Regions from separate parts of the Drosophila melanogaster genome. Here region 2 is linked to region 1. The links are chromatin contacts, called in public Hi-C maps. All regions are on one chromosome and are shown on one strand. The core of a region is the stretch at or near the end of the contact, and the rest is flanking DNA. Distances in the headings are between cores, read along the strand shown.

What was found. A called contact is a pair of places that touch in the nucleus more often than the background predicts.
Region 2: a contact with region 1 is called in a Hi-C map of the Kc167 cell line, with 3 times the contacts expected there. A contact is called at or near these places in 7 of 107 Hi-C or Micro-C datasets (the Kc167 cell line, the S2 cell line, eye imaginal disc and 1 more).

What each region holds. Positions count from the first base shown.
Region 1 is chr3L:10,734,801-10,739,934 of dm6, forward strand. No RefSeq gene overlaps it. Among named protein-coding and RNA genes, the nearest start is that of CG43245, 35 kb to the right of the region's middle.
Region 2 is chr3L:11,006,108-11,011,241 of dm6, forward strand. It overlaps klu (klumpfuss), which reads right to left and starts at 3,081. Exons shown (of 3, transcript NM_001300095.1): 1 at 2,243-3,081.

The DNA of each region.
Region 1 (5,134 bases), core at 1,126-3,625:
TTCCATTCCAGCGAGTTGAGTCGAGTTCGGTTTGGTTTATTGTTCCACTTTTCGTGTCAAAGTTATTGTAATTGTGTTAAGGCATTTCCCGTGTATATCCTTTATGTGTGTGTATTCTACATATACGGCGACAAAAAGTAGCAGCAGCGCTATAAATAAAAATGTGTGCCATATAATGAGGGATGGGAAAGTGGGGCGACACTTGTTTGACTTTCCCCATCTCCCCATTATTGCGCGCTCTTTCATTCCTAACTCTCGTTCTCTTTCGCACGAAGAGCGTGTCCTCTCTTTCGCACCTGTTCCGTTTCTATCCCTGCTTTTCTAACTCGAACAGAAGTGAAAAAGCTTATGCTTTTTGCCTTAGTTGTTCCTTTGGGCGGTGTTTCTCCTCCTACTTATAACTATGTTTTTGTTCTGTGCACTGAAGAAAATTATTGCATTTGGCTGCAATTCGAAAATAATTGTCTAATTTTTAGACCACTCTTCTTAATAACAAGTTTACTTTGTCAATTAATTTTGAACTCTCATTTGATCAATACAATTTTTCTCAGTGCACTTTTTATATGCAAATGTGTGTGTACAAATAACAAAAGGATACAACAAGAACAAAAATCCGACAGAAAGTTTTGACACTTTTATACTTGGCTCTTGGCAAGCGAGCGACCCGAAACTCACCCAACATCAACCCATCGCACCCACATAACCCATTTTCCACACTTTTCCCACACCACCCACATTTTCTCACCCACTCGTTGGGTGTTTAATGGAGCCTGGCGCGGTTTTGTGCTTGTGAAAAGTCGAGCACACACACAAGTGGTTCGCTCTCTTTCCACTTCCTCGGTTGTTTTATACGAGTTTGTGTCTGGGAAATGGGTCTATTTGGGCTAATGTTATCGTTACTTATGATATCCATGGCAGATTATGCCAGCAAGTCTACAGTTAGACTATATAGCTTACAAAATCGTTATAACTAATATTAGTTTTGCCTTTTTAAATGGAAAATCTTGGTTCTGTGCTATATTTGCAATATTACATATTATTGCAGAAGAGCTTAAAATATATAAAATAAAATAAAAAAAAAAAAAATAAATTAAAATATATAAAATGAATAAATAATAATACATGTTTTTTTGGTCAGTTTGTGTAGTTAAAGGAAATATTCTTCTATTGAAGTTTTATTGGCACAGCTTCCCAACTCAATTAGCACAATTGTTGTTTTTTATAAAAACCATATTTTTTCTAACCTTTATGAACCTGTAAACTTCATTCGATGACCTCTTTGTGTTTCTCGCGTGCTTATCAAAAATGATAAATCAAAATTGTCATTCGGTGTAAATTGGTTGCCCACTAAAGTCGCCTATTGAAGCCACTGGCTCTCCTGCAGCGCCCCTTTTACACCCACTTATGCGGAACAAGCTTACCAACCAACGCCCCCTGTCACCAATATCCTGGTGCCACCCACTACCACACACACACGCACACACACGCAAGCACTCTCGAGTCTGAAAAACAAACAGCAATTCCGAAATGAATTTCATTTTACAAATATATTAACAACTTTTGCACAACAACGAAACAAAAAGACACAAAAAGAAATAGCATAAGAAAAAGCAAGGAAGCACAGCAACAATAACAACAACAACAGTATATGGAAATGGAAAATGGGGAAATACAACAGGAGGCGAGAAAACATGGCACATGTATGAAGGGTATACGGTAAAAGCTGTAAAAGTCTAACTTTAATAACGTCAATTATCCAATCGATTTATAATATAAGTATTTTGCTTTCAACGAAACCAAATAAAACTGTATTAATTAGGAAATAATAAAATAAAGAATTTTTTCATTTTTGCTAATGAAAACTTCCGAAGTTCGCTTTGGTAATCAAATAATAAGCAGGATAATAACACAAGCTCTACATGAATATTTCAAAAGCAACACAGTAAGAAAGTGTTATAAAAATTGGCATTTGACAATATAACAAAGGTCCCACTGTAAATCGATGTGTGTTCCGGCATGTGTGTGAGTGTGTGTGTGTTTGCACTTGTGGGGCAGGCAGCGAGCATTTATGCCCCCAAAGGCAGCGCTGTCGGCAGCGAAGGCAAAAAATGAGGTGGGGGAGGGCAAAAAGAAGCGAAAAGCACAAAAAGCGTAGAGCGACGAAGCCGGCAGAGGCAGCGACTGCGAGCGCCAGCAGCAACAACAACAATCAATTGGCAATCTGTCCACTGAAAAAACAATTGCACTGACATCACACACACACACACAGACAAACACTTGGATAAAACGGGCCGTTACTTTGCTCTCTCTCAAGCTCTCTCAAAAACAGTATGGCCGTGCTGCAGTCGCAAGTGTATTGGTGTTGCCGTGCAGCAAACTCTCTCGCTCTCTCACGAGAGAAAGAGAGCGAGAGTCGTTGCGCTCTCTCGCTCGCTCGCTCAGCATTACAAAAAGCCAATTTTGTTACTTAAATGTTTACGCTTGTGTTTATCTTTTGTATTCGGTTTCTTATTAGGTTCTCATCTCGTTCTCATCGTTTAACAATTTGAGATATGATGGTGTGGCAGCGTGTTGGTGTGTGTGTTTGTGTGTACTTTGATTTGTGTGGGGAGCGCGGCCAACAGAAGGAGAGAGCGAGACGGAGAGTGTGGGAGCGAGAGAGCGTGATGTTGGGGTCAGTGCGATATTCTTGTTGCTGTAGTTGTTGTTGTTGTTTTTTCGGTGGGCTTTTGCTAATGAGTGTGATTTAGACTTGTCGAGCTGGTTTATTATTTTGCGGTGTTTGCGCTCTTGTTGTTGTTGGTGTTATTGTTTGCTGTTCTCTTTTTTTTTGTTCTCCTCGCGCTCTTGTTGTTGCTTTGTGCGCGTTGGTGTGCGCTTTTGTGTTGCTTGTGTGATTGTTGTTATATTGGCCCCTTTGGGGCAATGTTGTCGTCATTGTTGTTGTTGCTGCTGCTGGCCACTCTGCGGTTTTTTGTTATTTAGATTAAATAGTTTTGACAGCTCCCACAGATTGTTGTTGTGGCAGTGCAGCCAGAAATGTACTCAAACTAATATGTGAGTGGATAATTGGCAAAATCGGATATTTATAAATCGGATTTACAATTTTAATTTTAAAACTGAAATAAATTAGAATTTTCTTAATCGTAACTATTTCAAATACAGTCCAGTTATCATCTAGATTTCTAAAAAAAACACTGTGATAAATAGCACTTAAAACTTAAAAAATTGCTCAAAAACAAACCTATAAATTAACAAGCATTTAGTGTAATTTTTAATACCGTTACCGCCAGTTTATTAATAATCTTCAAATCGGTGAACGACTTTTTATAATGATTCTTGAAAAATGATCGCCAATTAATCAACCATAAAAATCGAATTACTTATAACTTTTATGGCCCATCAATTTGGCGCAAGAATTGTTAAAATACTAAAATGTCCCATTAGCATTTAAATAAATAATAATATCGTATCAATTAATTTGCACCCCCTCTCCACTTATAGCCATCACCCTCTCGCTCACACTTTCTTTGGCGGCAAACAATTATCGTATAAAATTAAAACGCAGAAAAGCAAGAAATAAACAAAGGCACAGACAAAAGCAAAGGCAAACAAACACAGCACAAATATTAAAGTCAATTTGCGAAATGAGAATGCTGCGAATGTTTCGCCTTTGGATTTGATATGTTAATGCCTATGCAATTGTGTGCGTGTACTTGTGTGTGTGTGGAGCTCTCTTTCACATCAACCCCCCACCCACCCCCAACCATTCACGTTAGTTCGAGTTTATCTGTGTAAGCTCTGTGTGAAAACATGGCCCCAGCGCTTTGCGGTCGAACGGTGCTCGATTGATGGGGTGGAGGGTTGGCTCTCGTGAGGGGGAGGGGGGTCAGCATATCGGGCCTGAAACCTCACCGGGACACTGAGAAAAAAGGAGTTGGTTTCACTTCCACTAAAAATACACAATATATCTCGATTAGTAAAATGTGGATTGATTTCTTTTAATTTGATTAAATTTTAAAAAGAAGTAATAATTGTTCATTTATATAAGATAAATAAATATAAAATATATAAATATAAATACGAAAATATATAAACACCCACCAAATGGAAAATATATTTATTTTATTTTCAAACCATATCAGTTAATTTCTTAAAATAAACGCATGAAACGTTTATTTATATGGACTTCTAATTAACTGTCGAATTATTTTCAGTGCACGCTGGCAGCTAAACACTCGACATACTCGCTCATACAGTGGTTCACACATTTCGAATTGTGGATTGCGGGTCGTCAGTTTCGAGGGATTAAGCATATATAGCATATAGCATCGCATCGGATATGTGTAGCATGAAGCATAGGAGCAACAAAAACAACAACAACAACAATGGCAAGAGCTGCAAAAAAATACGTCAACATCGCGCTGCCTCTGCCGGCGTCGACGGCACAGTCGACAGCGCGCTGACCAAAAGCCAAGTAAAAACAACAAAAGCAATAACGAAAAGCAATGCGAACACTTATTTGTTGTCGCTAGAGTTGCTGTTGTTGTTGTCATGTGGGGTGAAGTGGGGGCACAAGGTAGCATGCAAAAAGTAATTGGGAGCACAAAGAGCAAAACGAGAGCGTCGGGCGCAAGGTGGCGCAACGCAACAAGTTCGATGCAACCTGCTCTCCGGCAACTCGTGTTTCTCCGTCTCTTTCTCGCGTTTGCGGTGCTCTCTCTCACTCTCTCTCTCTCTTTTGTCGATTTTGGTTTGTTTGCGTTTGTTGGATTGTCAGTTGTAGTGGGAGCAAGAGCAATTGGGGGTCACACTGTGGGTGGGTGGGTGTCAGCAGGGCTTAGGGGTGTGAGAGGGAGTCGGAGAAAGAGAGAGAGAGAGAGAGACAGTGAGTGTGAGGAAGGGGATGCGGGACTGAGCACCAACATACTGTCAGTCATTATTTAGCGTGCAATGTGGCAGGAAAGTCCACTGAAAACAATTGGCGTACAAGTTTGTAGAAAAAAAAATAAGGAGATAACTGTTTACAATATCTTTGGTGGCGATTTCAACTTGCATACCAAATTCTTATACGCCACGTATTACGTTGTGAGTCAGAAAGTAGGCAATAGTAATTTGTAGAAGCCCTATAGTG
Region 2 (5,134 bases), core at 1,831-4,330, 270 kb after region 1:
CAGATGTCGAAGTATCCACACCGTTGTCGGGGATCGGCATTAACCGCAGATCCCAAAGGTGTTAAGTCACTTGGCAACTGTGACAGACATGACAGTCTTTGTTTTATTGTTTAACGCATTTCAATTAACAACTCCAATGATCTGTCTGATTGTTAGATGGCCGATGGTGTGTCTCTTTTAACGCACACGTGATGATTGAATTTTAATTTTCAGCCCAGCAGCTTGGCCAAAAGCTGTGACCCCTTTGAGCTGGGGGTCCACCTCCACAACCTTTTGTGGCATTTTTTCTGAATCGGGCACGACTAATCCAAATCAAATGGCTTCTCCAAATCAATTCGTTTTCAATCGTTTAAAGTTAATTAACGCGCCAGAATTTTATTTCACTTTACACATTCCTCTTTCACTGCTCCCCAAAATCGTCTCCTTTGTTCTGTAACACGCTTTTGTTTTGCTGTAAATTTATTTTATGTTTTTTCCTTTTAAGCTTTTTGTTTTTTTTCCCTTTATTGTGTGCATTTTCACTGTTTTTTATTTTATTTTGTATTTTTTCTGAGTTTTTTTGTGTTTTTTTTTTGTATTTCGCTCAACGTCTCAATTTCAATGCGCGCTCTTTTGTTGTTTGTATTAAAATTGTTAATTTAAGGCTGTGTCAGAAATAAATTAACCACTGAACCAGGGACCTTAACTCGACCAAACACAGTATATATGGCGTTATTTTCTTTTTTTTTTTTTATTCCGCCCTGTTTCTAGGGAAGGGAGCCGCCACCAGGAGCACCTAGGTGCTTTTGTGTGGAAAATGCAAATTGCCATTGACATCGGGGTCTGAGAAATGGCGTCGTGCGGGTGAGACTCCAACCAGCGAACCACCTGAGACACCATCGCCACCATTGCCCCCCAACTGCACCACCGATGGAAGCCACCGAGTGGCTCCGTCTGTTTTATATGCCAAATGCAGTGGGACAGCGGCAGACGTCGCCGTTCGTCATATAAGGTGCGGTGCGTATAAGTCAGCCGCGTTGGAGGAGCAGAGAAAAAATCACTCGACATATTGAGAAATGTGCAATAGCCTAATGCCCATTTAAGGCAGCACTTTTCATGGCAAGTTGCATTTATCGCCGATCGGATCGGATCGGATCGGAATCGAAATCGGTTTAGAGCGATCGATCAAGCGTTGTGGCTATTGGCGTTTGGCGTTTGCCAGACAGGTCAAAAGCAAAGCAAACGGATTTTGGTCCAGCACTTGATGCAGTAATCTATGCTAATGGGCAAGTGTAAAACATCGCGGAGCTATTATCGCAGAACTGTTGTTTAAGGAACCAACCACATCGAGCAGATGCCTGTAAATGGTATAAATTACCAATGAATGACATACGATTTAATTGCCTCGACTAAGTAGCAACCGCTAGCAACCAGCAACTTGCAACAAGCAACTAGCAACTAGCAACTTGCAACTTCTGTTGCATACAGATCAGTTGATGTTGTTGCTGCCCGTGTCTCGAGTTGCTGGAATTAATTAATATTGCACTTTTGAAGCGCGTGCATACAAATTTGTCAGCCAGACGGGCAGTTCTTCGGCTCAGGTGTAGACAATTGGCATAGTTCACATAGAGAGAGAGAGAGAGAGAGATAGAGAGAGGGAGTGCAGCCCAGCTCTGCTTTTGGCCAAGATGGGCAATTAAAATTCCCCGAGACTGGCTAAAACTGGAAGTGGGAATCTGGAGCTGCAACTGGATGTGAGGAAACTGGGGCTAAGGGTCCTAGTACTATCTTTCTACCAGGCTCTCTATCTCACTCGCTTTTGTGTGCGTCAATTTGCCAGGCACACGATCTGCAGATCGGCGATGTCAAGTTGCTGCTGCGATTGACGTCAATATAGATAGAGTCAATATGGCATGGGAGTGAGATGAGATTGGGATGATGATGATGATGATGATGATGATGATGTGGATGATGCCACTGGAGGGGGCCCGTGCTGATATGGACTCATCATCAGTCCATCATTCATGGGTGCAATCGATTGCAGCACACACATACATATGTACATATGTATATAGCATATAGCCGCCGATCTGATATTACGCTGAGTGTTATGGTAAACCGATCCTATTCGTAACTGGAGCTCAGCTTTTGACACATTTCGACCAACCAAACAGCACAGCTGAGATGGCACTTTATAGTTTTTTTTCTTTCGGCTGTCCAAATGACTAAGCCGTCGGCAAATTGAGCGATCTCGCGAACTCACCTTTAATTTTTTTTTTTTTTTTTGTAGGAGGGGAATTATCCAAGCATTATCCAATTTGTAGCTTTTGCCTTCGGGGTGGCAAAACACATTTAACAAATATTTTTTAGGCTGCGTTGTGTAAACTCTAATTGCTAATATCAAAATATCACACTTCTTTTATTTTTATGTATTATTTGTGCTTATGCTGCGTTTGCGTGTTTGGCTTATTGTGTGTTTTGCGGCTTTAATTGATTTATATTACTTAATGGGCTGTTAAGACACACACTTTTCACTTGATTTTAAATGATTTGGCGAGTTTAGTTTACGGATTTCTAGGCGTTTAGATACTTTGCAGCTTGCCACTATTAGATTTCGAATTGCTGTTGTTGCACGCGCGATCGTTATTGTTGCAGTTGCAGTTGCAGTTGCAGTTTTGGGCTGCAGTTTCGTGCTGTCGTGTTTCGCGGTCTCGTCGCGTCAACGTGCGAATAACAAATAACGAAAACGTACGAAAAGATTTTCACTGCAAGAGGTTGGTTTTCCCGACGTGGCGTCGTCGTCGGCGTCGGCAGAGCTTCGGCAGCAGCGACGGCAACACCGAACCACCAAGACCTATCCAAACCAACCACTGAAACTCTCTTCGCGGAGAGAGAGAGAAAGAGAGTTTTTTGTGTGGCGGGTTGGAGGGGGAGTCTGTAAGCGCACTGCGAAGATTACGTTACGTTCGGATATATTTTCTATATATTTTTCTTTTTTTTTGGGTCCGAAAAAGACGCGTCTTGGTTATTCAGCACTGAAGAATTTGCGGCAGCGCGTGCGGAGCGTCGATGAACCTGAACCGACACTGCCCAGCAAGAAACTGACTTCTGAGTAGAGTCGCCACTCGTACAGCGACGATACCAGGCACCAATACCATCGCACCGAGAGACACCCACACCGAGGCAAACAGGCGGCGGTATCTGTGTGTTAGTGCCGACTGTTGGCCTCTCATTCGCCGGATAAAGTCGCGAGAGAGCGAGAAAGAGCAGCACGTGCAGTGGAGATTTCTCTAGTTCTTTTTTTTTTTTTTGTGTTCCGCTTTTCTCGGTGGGAGCTGCTCGAAGAGCTTCTCCTCCCACTCTCCGCCCGCCCGAGCAGTTGTTGTTTATGGCTGCGTGGGCTTCTAATTGCTCAAAACTCTATGCCAATGGGGGCACTCGGCTGCATTTGGCGCTTTTGGGTCGCCAGTTGCGAGTCGAGCTCCGAATAGGCACCTCCCACTTCCACCGACTGGCGTTATATAACATCGAATGCGAAGATAAGCTAACGAAATCCGAATCCAAGCGGATGTCTTTTCCACTGTCTTGCAGAAGGCGAAGGCAAATAGAAGCAGCGCTCGTTGAATCCTTTGGGAAGTTGGCCGGCTTTTAGGTCACTTTTCGCATCCTTCGAGCAATATATGTCACTTAATTGAGCCCTTTCTTCTTAATACAGCATTTCATTTTCATTTGAGTTCTAAACTAAACTAAACTTACATTGCTCAGAAGCCAAAAAATTTTGATTTATGCGTTTAGTACTTTATCGACTTTAAGGGCCTTCTAATCTTAGAAACAATTACAAAACAATTTCAAATATATAATTTATTAAAATGTTTTACAAATAGTAATAGCAGCGTTTTTAGTTACAGTTTAAAACTCAAACATTCTCTAAAGCAAAAATGTAAATTCAATACTTTTTGATTGAAATTTAATTAGTCTAGTTTTTAATAATTCTTGGCTTTGAACTTATTTTCTTTTAAAAATAATATAATATTCTTAATTGGAACTCTTTTTTGTTTAACTTCGCAAAAAAATTAAAGCGCTACAAAATGATCTAAAATATATATTTGTTTAATTTTAGACTTTCATTTGTACCCATGAAGTTATTTTTGTCTAACATGCATATAAGCCAACTTGCATTATAAGAAAATCGCAGTTGACTGATTTTGAGCCGCATTGAAGGCCCGGATAAAATCGTCGGATAAACTCTCTCACCTATACCACACACACGTTTCGCTCGCACACAGATACAGTTTCGGTCTCTCTCTCTGCGCTCGTGAGAATCGAAATGCCGGCAAAACAACTTCACAGATACGATATCTGAACTTGAAATGCCGATGCACGAGAGAGAGAGAGAGCGCGCTCTCTCTCTCTTTGCACACCGTGTGTGCGGTTGTGTGTGTGGCGCAGCTGCCGAGGTGTCAGTGTATCTGTGTGCGCCTCCATCCAGGTGTGTATGTGTGTGTTTACAAAACAAAACTGAATTGAGAAAAAACCAAAAAAAAGAAAAAACAAAGCAAAAGCATGCCAAGGCAGCAACAACACAATTTGTGAATGAACGAATAGTGGCGCACTCACACACACACGCACACGCAGATACTCAACCCACACCACTATCTCTAAGTGTGTGTGTGTGTGATTGTGGGCAGGGAAAATAAACGCGTTTACGCGATTCGTACAAAATTCGTGGGTCTTTCAAAAAAGAGAAGCACTGCAAAGAGCCAAAAGTGAACGTAGGTGTTTGGCTATAAGTTATATGCCACATGCTTATTGGTATTATACATATGCACGTATATTTCATATGCAGATGTATGTATGTATGTATGTATGAGTGATTAAAATGAGACGGCGACAAAAGAAACGAAACCAAAATGGTGTAGGCCAAGTGATCGGAGATCGGCGATCGGCGAGATACATATATCCATAGCGATAGCGAAGGTGTTTTTTTCATGGGGCATTGGAGGGGAGAAAGGGAAAATGGGAAGTCAGCTGCCAACACAATCCGCAGGTTGACATCGCTGATTTGTTGATTAAGTCGTTCGTCGAGCTGGCGACATTTTTTATACACCCGGTATTTTGGTGGCCAACAGGGCGTATTATTTTTCAAGCTGTTGTA